2 separate regions of the Xenopus tropicalis genome follow, and region 1 is linked to region 2. The links are chromatin contacts, called in public Hi-C maps. All regions are on one chromosome and are shown on one strand. Each heading gives the region's core, a stretch centred on a gene start, on an enhancer-like site or on the middle of the called end of the contact. The rest is flanking DNA. Distances are from core to core; before and after follow the strand shown. Region 1 has its middle 5.8 kb from the start of ppp1r14a. Region 2 has its middle 29 kb from the start of ppp1r14a.

Region 1 (4,761 bases), core at 892-3,391, 35 kb after region 2:
GAAATAGAAACGCTGCTTACTGGCCTGTGTATGCACCCAAGCATGGTGGCTCAGTGGGTTCACTCCAAAAACATACTTTTAATATCTATTGGGCAGTGCCCTTTCTACCTCTTTTATTGGTTGTCTTTGTTTGTTGTCTTGTACGTTTAATGTATACATCCAATTATTGTACAGCACTGTGGGATATGTTGGCATTATTAATACATGATGATAATAATAATAAACAGCCAGGTCAAATGAGTCCTGATAAACCCTAAACTACTTTGTGTGAATGTGATAGGGCTATACAACACTTTGCAAATGTCTGCACTATATAAATAACACATGATAATAATATAAGCATTACCATAGTTGAGTAACAGGCTTCCCAAAGTAGTAGATGCACGGCCCTAAGCTTCCAGCTGGGGGAAGAGGTGAGCCTTCAGAAATTTGAAGGACAGACACCATAGACACAACAATTATGAAAAAAGAATAGGCACTATTAAAATCTGCTCCAAACTACATTTGTTAAAAAAAACATAATTTATTATAAAAATAAATAGTCTAAAAGACTGAGTACATTTTAACTTTTCTATAAATAACTACTTGTTTGATGTAGAGTAGATTTTTATAGTGCTCCTCCTTTTTTTTTTATAATTGACATATTTTCTAAAGCAGTGCAAAGAACAAAAAATGTCACAGGTTTTTTTTATTTACAATAAAACATTCCTTCTCAGAATTCCAGCATAATTTAATCCACTGTTATCAGGCCCAAACTTGTGCACACAAATGGTGCAAGTTGCTCCTGCAAGGGAAACTGCAGCACATGTACAGGACAGGGGCTTAAATATACACACTCTTCTATTGCATGTGATTGAAATTTTAAAAGAGTGGATATCTATACCAGGCAAAGATTTGCTCCACTGTCAGCCTGCATAAGCAAATACCCTGTAGTTATTTCTATGTATGGCAATGTATATAATAAAGTCGCTATGTAAGTATTGCAACAAATTGGCATATTTTATAGCGAGATGGGAACATATATTTATATAAATGGAACAATTCATTTTTAATTGTTTATTCTATTCAAATAAAATAAATAAAAAGGATTTTCTTGCTTCTTTACCTTGTCTCTTTATTGTATAACCACTACACCTTGTCCCAATACAATCACTGCATGCCCAGTGACTGCTAACTCATGCCCCCTGGCGTGGTATTGTAAGGCTAGTGGTACACAGTTCATCATAAACCAGCAGAAAAAAGCCTGATGAGTTTTTGTTCACCCCTTGTGTGCACACTAACATGGCACTGATATGCCAGCAGAGAAAAAATGTGTGCCGCTGGAAATTATCCTGCTGCAGGACTGCTTTGGCAGGAGGTTGTGGCATGAAGGCAGATTTAAAATAGAAGTCTTGTGCAATGCAGAGCTACTAACAAGATCTGGACTGAGATTCAAAATTGGCTCTGGCATTTCCTTTCATATTTGATTGATCCAGAGAGAAGTAAAAAAAATATGAAAGTGTGAACATTCCTATTCATACCTCCCAACTGTGCTGATTTTCGTGGGACAGTCTCGATCTAAACAGCTCAGCCTGCCTTCCCAGATTCTTACTGAAAAGTCCCTCATTTCCCTTTGAACTCCTGCACTGAATGCTAAAAAAGATACAATGTTTCTCAAACTTAATTAAATATGTAGCTTTTGGCAGAGAGCCCAGAAATTTTAACAAGCCATACCTGCACCTAGATACAATTGTAACTGATAAGCTAAACAGGTCTCTTGGGGGAACTGAGAATTGAAGCTTAAAGGGCAATTTTACCTTTTTTAGCAAACCTATAACAACACATAAAACAAGACCCGAAACCCCCCAGAAATGTGTTTAAACCTTTATTAACCTGACAAATTTTGTAAAATGGGAGTGGTATTTGGTAAACAAACTGCCACTCATAGATCTATCTATCAACCATCTATCTGTCTGTCTTAGAACCATTTTTTCCATATATAAAGTGAAAGTTACTTTTATAAATCTCAGGTAAACAGATGCAAATCATTAGCTGATTCCCCACAGCACCTTTTATATGGCTAAGTTCCCATTACACATGTAGCTTTCCTCCAGAAGCTAAAGAGTTCACAGCAGAATGCGTCACTGTTTAGGGTGCGTCTTTTATATACAACTTGCCAGACAGGTTTCTAGATGAGCAATATGTGTGCCCAAAACTGGTTGGATTGCTGCTTTGAATTACCTAATAGCTCTTGCATCCAATATCATATTTCACAGTTAGTATGATCTCTCTAGAGCAAAAAACTTCTATTGCATTTTAAACTGCACCCTTACAGCCTGGTTTGCTCAATATCTTGAGAGCAATTTATCAGTGACTATCCTGGTACTTGTATAGCAACCAGGCAAAACTGGTTTTATAAAAGTGAAAAACTGTAATAAGACTAGCAGTCTCAATGCCACCAGGGTTTAAGCCTAAGTGATATCATGGCAGGTATATTGGTCCTACTATAAACTATGTTATTGTGCAAGAATTAGCCTTTTGGATTTCCCCTGCTTTGCTTCCTTATCCATCGTTATTTTTCCACTGGCCCCACACAAGTTGGGCTCATGTGTCATACTGAATAGTATTAAATGTTGGTTTTATCAGTTTCTGAGCCCTCAGTTTTACCTTTTGGAAAGTTACTACAAAAGGGTCAGCAACTAGGACATAAGAATGGCTTTCCCATGGAAACTGGACTGAACACTTTGGGCCTAGGAGGATATACAATCCATTAATGTCACAGACATTCATATATTTTGGAAGTAGAAAGCATAAGCCATAAACATGTCAATGCCATAAGTACAGTACACTCCTGGCCATTAGGTCATTAATTGGACCTAATTCCCAATAAATATATATACCTTTTATGTTATGAAGTTCCATTTCTTTCATACTTATAGTTGGAGGATATGGACTTGGATATATTTTTTACTAACACCAGCAGTGTCAATATATGGTACTTTGGGCGTAGGAAGCATTACCTATAAATAAATCATAACTATTAGTACATTTTAGGCCTAAGATACAGCAACCATAACCATGGGACTACCATTAGTTCGATGAGAATTAAAAGAAATTTTTTTACAAGAGGAAGGCCTAAAAGAGGGAGTCTTAGCTCACAAATAATTGTCTTCTTCAGCAGCAGTATATTTGTCACAATCCAGGAGGTGTTCTGCTGGGGAGAAAATCATTACACTTACTCATCATATTTCCTAAAATAAAATAATGAATTTATCGGGAAGTTGTTTTAAGTTATTTCCTAGGTTTATATAAATTGTTATTTACAGGATTAATTAGTTGAACTCATTGAAAAAAAATATATTTACAGGTATGGGATCCCTTATCCGGAAACCCATTATCCAGAAAGCACTGAATTATGGAAAGCCTATCTCCCATAGACTCCATATTAATCAAATAATTCAGTACTTTAAAACTGATTTCCTTTTTCTCTGTAGAAATAAAACAGTACCTTGTAATCGATCCCAACTAAGATATGATTAATCCTTATTGAATGCAAAATAATCCTATTGGGTTTAATTAATGTTTTACTGATTTTTTAGTAGACTTAAGGTATGGAGATCCAAATTACGGAAAGACCCCTTATCCGGAATACCCTTGGTCCCGAGTATTCTGGATAACGGGTCCTATACCTGTAGTAGAATTTCAGTAGTAGTCAGGTTTAGGAACTTCACATGACAATAACTTACAAAAGCAGACCTATCAGCAAAAAACGAACATGATCTACAGGTAACTTTTAACGTACATTAATATATTGAAGAGTGTTTTTTTAGAGTCAGTATCACTTTAAATAAATAAAACCCATTAGCACATTGCATCTATTCCATTGTTAGTGAAAGTATACAGGCCAGGAGGAAAGAAACACGCCTTTGTTATTAATTTGCTGAATGGTTATCATCATTGCTTGTGGGCACTTCCTGTTCACTGCATGACTCTGGTGTGATCTCATTATGCAAATCACCTTTAGGGGTAAAAACAAAATGTACACCTTCCTCATACACACATACATAATGTTTTAAGATTCTCAGCATCGGGTAAGCTGATCTTGGACTACAGCGTTACTGCTGGTTTCCTAGTTATTCTGAGAGAAAACATGAAGAAGCCCATTTCAATAAAATACTTTATTTGTAGGAAAGTCAACAAAGGCCCCTACTGATACCTGGGGGAGAAATACAATATACGTGTACTTATGTACTATAATCCTACATGTTTTGCTGGAGGGATTACCAAATTGGCTTTTCAGTGTGTATGTAGTGACACAAAAGTGACAAAAGTGACCAGGGAAGGACAGAGAGAAAATAACATTTAGCTCTGTTATTATAACAAAGTAGCAAACACTATCTGGGGTAGCTAAAGTTCTAGGACTAGCCACTTAACAATGTTCATAAAGGCATTTTAGGTAATTTTCAAAATACTTAGTAATAGGTAATAGCTAAAATGTATCAAAAGCCCGATAGAAACCACATGTATTTTTTCAAGCACCACAGGGGTAGAATAATCCCTCCAAAGAAGTAATCTCCTTTCAGAGGCAATGACTATAAAGTTTGCATGTGAATGTGAGTAGAGCTTATAGTCTGACAGAAACATCAATCAGACGCCCATCATAATATACACATTTAGATCTCTTGATTGATGTAACAAAATAAAATAACACTTCTGGAGGTTCTAAGGCCTTTGTCCACTAATTTACATTCTTGTAAGGTTTGAGTAAAAAAAAAAAAAAGC
Region 2 (5,116 bases), core at 825-3,324:
TATTGCTTTATTCCTGTGCATCCTTACTCTGCCTAGGTCACCAGCGGCTTGACATGCTTCCATCCCTCTGATATTATGACTGCCCAGTAAAACTGAGATCTTGAACAATTGTTTTATACAAGGCAAGATGCATGCAAGATGAAGTAATCTATCCAGTGGATCTGTCAGTATTTTCCTTGCAGGCCATTTACTGGATGGGGGCACAATCATAACAGTCAGAATTAAGTCTATTTGTCTTTATCTCAGAGCTCATTCTCTGAAATGGAAATCTGCCAACCTTCTAACCTCATCAGTCATAGTAATTATCACCCAGGCAGTCTTCCATGGATTTTCCTTTGGGGTTTTCTGAGACCACATTTTACATACTGAATGTTCCTGACATCCTTGTCTTACCAGCAAAGATGTCCAACCCCTATCATTATTTGCACTAAATCCTGTGTGGTGTGGGCTGTACCAAAACATGCCAACCTGCCAAGTATAAGTTTGTTATCAACAGTCCTGATCCTGGGGTTAATTTGTATCACCCTGCTGCTTCCGAGGGATGTCGTCTTCACTATCCAGAGAAATGGGGGGAGCAGGGAACTTAAAATAATATGTTTTGTAATTTGAAACACATTTATGGGCCTCATCAAAAGTTTTTTCATCCAAACCCCCCTTTTCATATGTATCCTTCAACCCCTGTATACAACAACAAAAAGCAACAACTCTATTACCTGAAGTTTTTTGAAAAAAAAACATGTTTTCCCATGACTGTATTCCTTTAAACTATTTTACCTATATATTTTGAACATGCTTAACATTAAGCCCTCTAAGGTCCTGGGCCCCACCACTCACAGGTTCTGTGGAAGTACGCTAGGCGTTTTCTGCAGCACACGAAAACTGAGCGGAATCCTGGGTAAAGAGGCAAGGGTATAAATTTTGCTGTGAGTATTTTCTCTTTCTGCCCCTTTTTTTATTTTTGGCCCTTGATGAAGACTCTTTGTTGGGTTGAAATGGGCTTTATTTTCTATTATTTTGTAATTAATACATTTTTTCTTTTGTATTTACTTTCTTTGAGTGTGCAGATACTTTTTTTGCTTTTGTGATTATTTTTGGAGTTGCTGAATGGGTTTTCTCCAGTTTTCTGCACTGTTTTTGATTAGGTGTGCACTCTGACATTTTGCAATACTCTTTATAGTTACGTGATTAAAAAACCACAGGGTACTGTGGGTTGTGATTAAATGTTTTGCACATAGCACTTGAGTAGATGAGCCCTCTGGTGTGCAAGGACTCCTGCTTCTTTTGTAATTCTCTAGAGATTCCACTAGAGGTCAGAAGTGTGCAAGGTTACAGAATGTGATTTCTATTAAACAGTTATAAAACATTAAATGGATTCACAGCACTGTATAGTTTTACAATATAGAGAAGTACACATAAGGAAGGCAAGCATTATAATAAATAAAATAGATAAATATATATAGATATGAAGAGATTGAGTGCTACATGGTAAGACACATAAGAAAGGAGGATCAAGTGTATCTGGTTTTCAGAGTGTGGGAAGAAATTCACCCAAACACAGGGAGAACACACAAATTCTTTGCAGATGGTAGTGAAGCTGGAATTGAACTCAGCGCTGCAAGGTAAAAGTGCTACCCACTGAACCACTGTTCTGCTCATAATTATGGGGAGTTTCTAACAGATTTGCTTTTTGTCCATAACACTTTTTCACCTGATGAAATCAGTGGTCAAATCACCCTGCGTGCCATTGGCATTACTGTATCCCTGGCTCATCCTAAACAGGGACATGCGACAGGCCTCGGCACATTGTTCTGTTTGTGGTCAAACACAAGTTATGTTTTTACATACTGGTGCAAAAACATGCACTGTGGGAAAGGACCAAGGAAAGACACTTATTTTTCTTGGAACTGCCTTTTTTTAAAAAAAATTCTGAGACAGAATGAAAAACCTTATAGTGTGACTGTGGTCACACTGCGTGCCCCCTGCTTCTCCATCTATACAGACTTATGGGTGTTAAAGGCCGCTAATAAAGGATTTATTGCCAGCCTTTGTCACATTCCAGTAAAACCAGTATAACCAGTGGAAATTCCTCACATAGCAGCATCTGAATGCTATTAGACTGTATAAACAGCCCCGATCTGTCCTGTTGTACTCAGATTCTGAGACTAGGCAAACAGGCCGACACAACAAACAAATTATACATGTATTATCTGGTATTTTTAAATGCTGCAACATGTGCAGTACTATACAACACACACAGAACATATACAACAACATATACAACAAAGAGGCTATATCTGGTCAGAGTTTGTAAGCTAAAAGAAAAAATTTAGATTGAGCTGGGTTCAACAAATAAATGCACTGGTCACTACTGGGTTTATAGGAGATGCACCACACGGACATAACTGGGTACTGGATGACTTATCGTTCAAAACTCACTTGAACTAGTGGACATTATTTCAAGAGAAATGGTGAAATGTATCATAGCAAAAGATGAGGCTGAAAACCCTTGTATATATGCTGAAAATCCAAGCAGTAAACATTCGCTGAATTTACAGGCCCGGATTTGTGGCGAGGCCACAAAGGCCCGGGCCTAGGGCGGCACATACACAGGGGCGGCATGCCGCCCCGCCGCAAGCAAATTTTAACATTTTGCTCCCATACGGAGCAATGGGGACATCTTCCCACTGCTCCATATGGGAGGTCTACGTTTGGCGCATGCGCCACAAAGGCCCGGGCCTAGGGCGGCACATACACAGGGGCGGCATGCCGCCCCGCCGCAAGCAAATTTTAACATTTTGCTCCCATACGGAGCAATGGGGACATCTCCCCACTGCTCCATATGGGAGGTCTACGTTTGGCGCATGCGCAAGTTAGGCGCATGCGCATTCGCGGCGGCGGCGCCGAATGGGGGCAGCCTTGGGGCGCCCCAAGTAGAAATCCGGCCCTGTGAATTCAAGAAAACCTGGGGTTGGCAGAAGAAAAGAATGGAACTAGGATATTAATGAGCTAAATTGTGCAATCTGCCAAATGCCATTCACTTTAGCCACAATGCAAAATAATCTCATCATGAAAAAAGTTTAGCTATTTTTAAATTTTAAATTGTTATTCCTTATTTCGCTTGCCTTTAATTTACAGTCAAGGCAGATGTGCAACATGCCGGCATGTAAAGGCCCCCAGAGTGAGTAAATCCCAGGGATGATAGCACAGCTGAACAGTAAAGCGATCTGTTTCTTTTTAAACTTCACTTAATATGGCTATATGGCATAATGAATCCAATGCTTTGGTTTGCCTTGTGAAACAAAGTGAGGATTTTGTAGTATAAACAGAAGGATAAATCTCAGGGGCCAAGAGGTGATACCATTTAGGGATATATAATGGGTGGCACAGTGGTGTGGTGGTTAGCAATGCTGCCCTGGGTTATTATCATTGTTATCCTTTATTTATATAGCGCCAACACATTTACACAGAGCTTTAGGGAGATTATATATTATTCCCATGAGTCCCTGCCCTAGGGCAGCTTACAGTCATAGGGTCCCTACTTTTAAATTCATACACACTATGAACAATTCACTTAAGAGATAAATAACCTGCCTTTATGTTAGTGGAGTGTGGGATGAAACTTTAGTACCCAGAGGAAACCCACACAGACGCAGGAAGGACATACAAGCTCTTTGCAGAAAGTGGGTTTGTTTCTGATCTGGGTATAGTCTATGTCCATGTCTGGATGTTCCAGTTCCCTCTCATACTATAGAAAACCCTTACAGGCCAGTTAACTGGTTCATTATGATACTGGCCTTAGGGCGCATGGAAAAAGTAAACTGAGACTGTAAGCTTCACTGTGACAGATAATTATGAACATTGTCACCAAATCGCTGCATGACATGTCAGGGCTGTGAAAATAAAGGATGGTAAGATGTCACTTAGGCAGTGTTAATCATAATACCTGTACTAACAATAGAATGTAGGTAATGGCAGTAGCTCACTTTCTAGTGATTACACAGTGTTTTGCATCACTAATCTGCATTCCCTGTTGTATTATATATGCAGCAACCAATAGCTTTGGAAAGAAAACATTAAAAAAACTTAAACAGTTAAAAAAAAATCCATTCTTTGTGGTGTAGTATTTGAAAACACACCAGGTTTTGTGAAGGTGAACTGCCCCTTCAGGCCTGGACTGAGATTTAAATTAAGCCCAGAGGTCCAAACAGCCCCCACAGGCCCTAAATAGTGACTGTCTATGGCGTCTTACAGCAGCCCCTTTGGCATTTGTCAGAATCCACAGATTGCCAGTCTGGGTCTGTGATCCTTTTAGGTACCTTAGTGGCTGAAAATACAGTATGTGATTGGTCTGAATGTTTATAATTTCCCATACAGAAAGCAGTTTAGTGTGTAGCCTAAATCTGAACTGAGCCCAAGCACATGCACAATTTACAGTTTTACTAGCATAGGCCGGCAATATATACAGGCTAAATATACCACTCACTGAAAGAACTCACTGTAATTTAAAAGAGTAGGTGTACTGTTTTTATTGTCAACCACTCAAGGTCAGTATTTTCCACCCATCCAACAATGCCTTTTGCTTTCATACAGCACTGGAACCCCAGAAAGGATCACTGCCCACAACTTGCCTGTTTCTTTGCCACACCCCTTTAATACCAGCCAGATATTATATCCACAGTCTGCACAGCTAATTAAAGGGGTTGTTCACCTTTGAGTTAGCTTTTAATATGATGTAGACAGTGCTATTCTGAGACAATTTGCAATTGGTCTTAATTTTTTACTATTGGTAGTTTTTTATCCAGTTTTGAATTTCAGCAGTTATGTGGTTATTCGGGTCCACTTTACCTTAGTAACCAGGGAGTAGTTTGAGAGGGTGACTGATATAGGAATAGAAAAGAGGCTAAATAGAAAGATAAGTAATAAAAATTAACAATAACAATAAAATTGTAGCCTCACAGAGCAATATGTTTTTGGCAGCCGGGGTTAGTGACAACCGTTTGACAGCTGGAAAGAAGCAGAAGAAAAAGGCGAATAATTAAAAAATTATTTAGGGAACTGGTAAATTGTACCTTTTCTAACTCTGTGGTCCCCTAGTATTCGGAAAGCTATGAAGGGT

The links. Hi-C and Micro-C count contacts between places; a contact is called where the count stands out from the background.
Region 1: a contact with region 2 is called in a Hi-C map of gastrula embryo, with 2.2 times the contacts expected there. The contact joins two enhancer-like sites. A contact is called at or near these places in 5 of 5 Hi-C or Micro-C datasets (brain, gastrula embryo, liver and 2 more).

What each region holds. Positions count from the first base shown.
Region 1 is chr8:77,214,845-77,219,605 of UCB_Xtro_10.0, forward strand. No RefSeq gene overlaps it. Among named protein-coding and RNA genes, the nearest start is that of ppp1r14a, 5.8 kb to the left of the region's middle. Within about 2 kb of position 2,142, at least 3 of the 11 cell types and tissues checked have an H3K27ac peak or open chromatin away from gene starts, as enhancers often do. A contact at or near this core is called in gastrula embryo, where this site is marked.
Region 2 is chr8:77,179,582-77,184,697 of UCB_Xtro_10.0, forward strand. No RefSeq gene overlaps it. Among named protein-coding and RNA genes, the nearest start is that of ppp1r14a, 29 kb to the right of the region's middle. Within about 2 kb of position 2,075, at least 4 of the 11 cell types and tissues checked have an H3K27ac peak or open chromatin away from gene starts, as enhancers often do. A contact at or near this core is called in gastrula embryo, where this site is marked.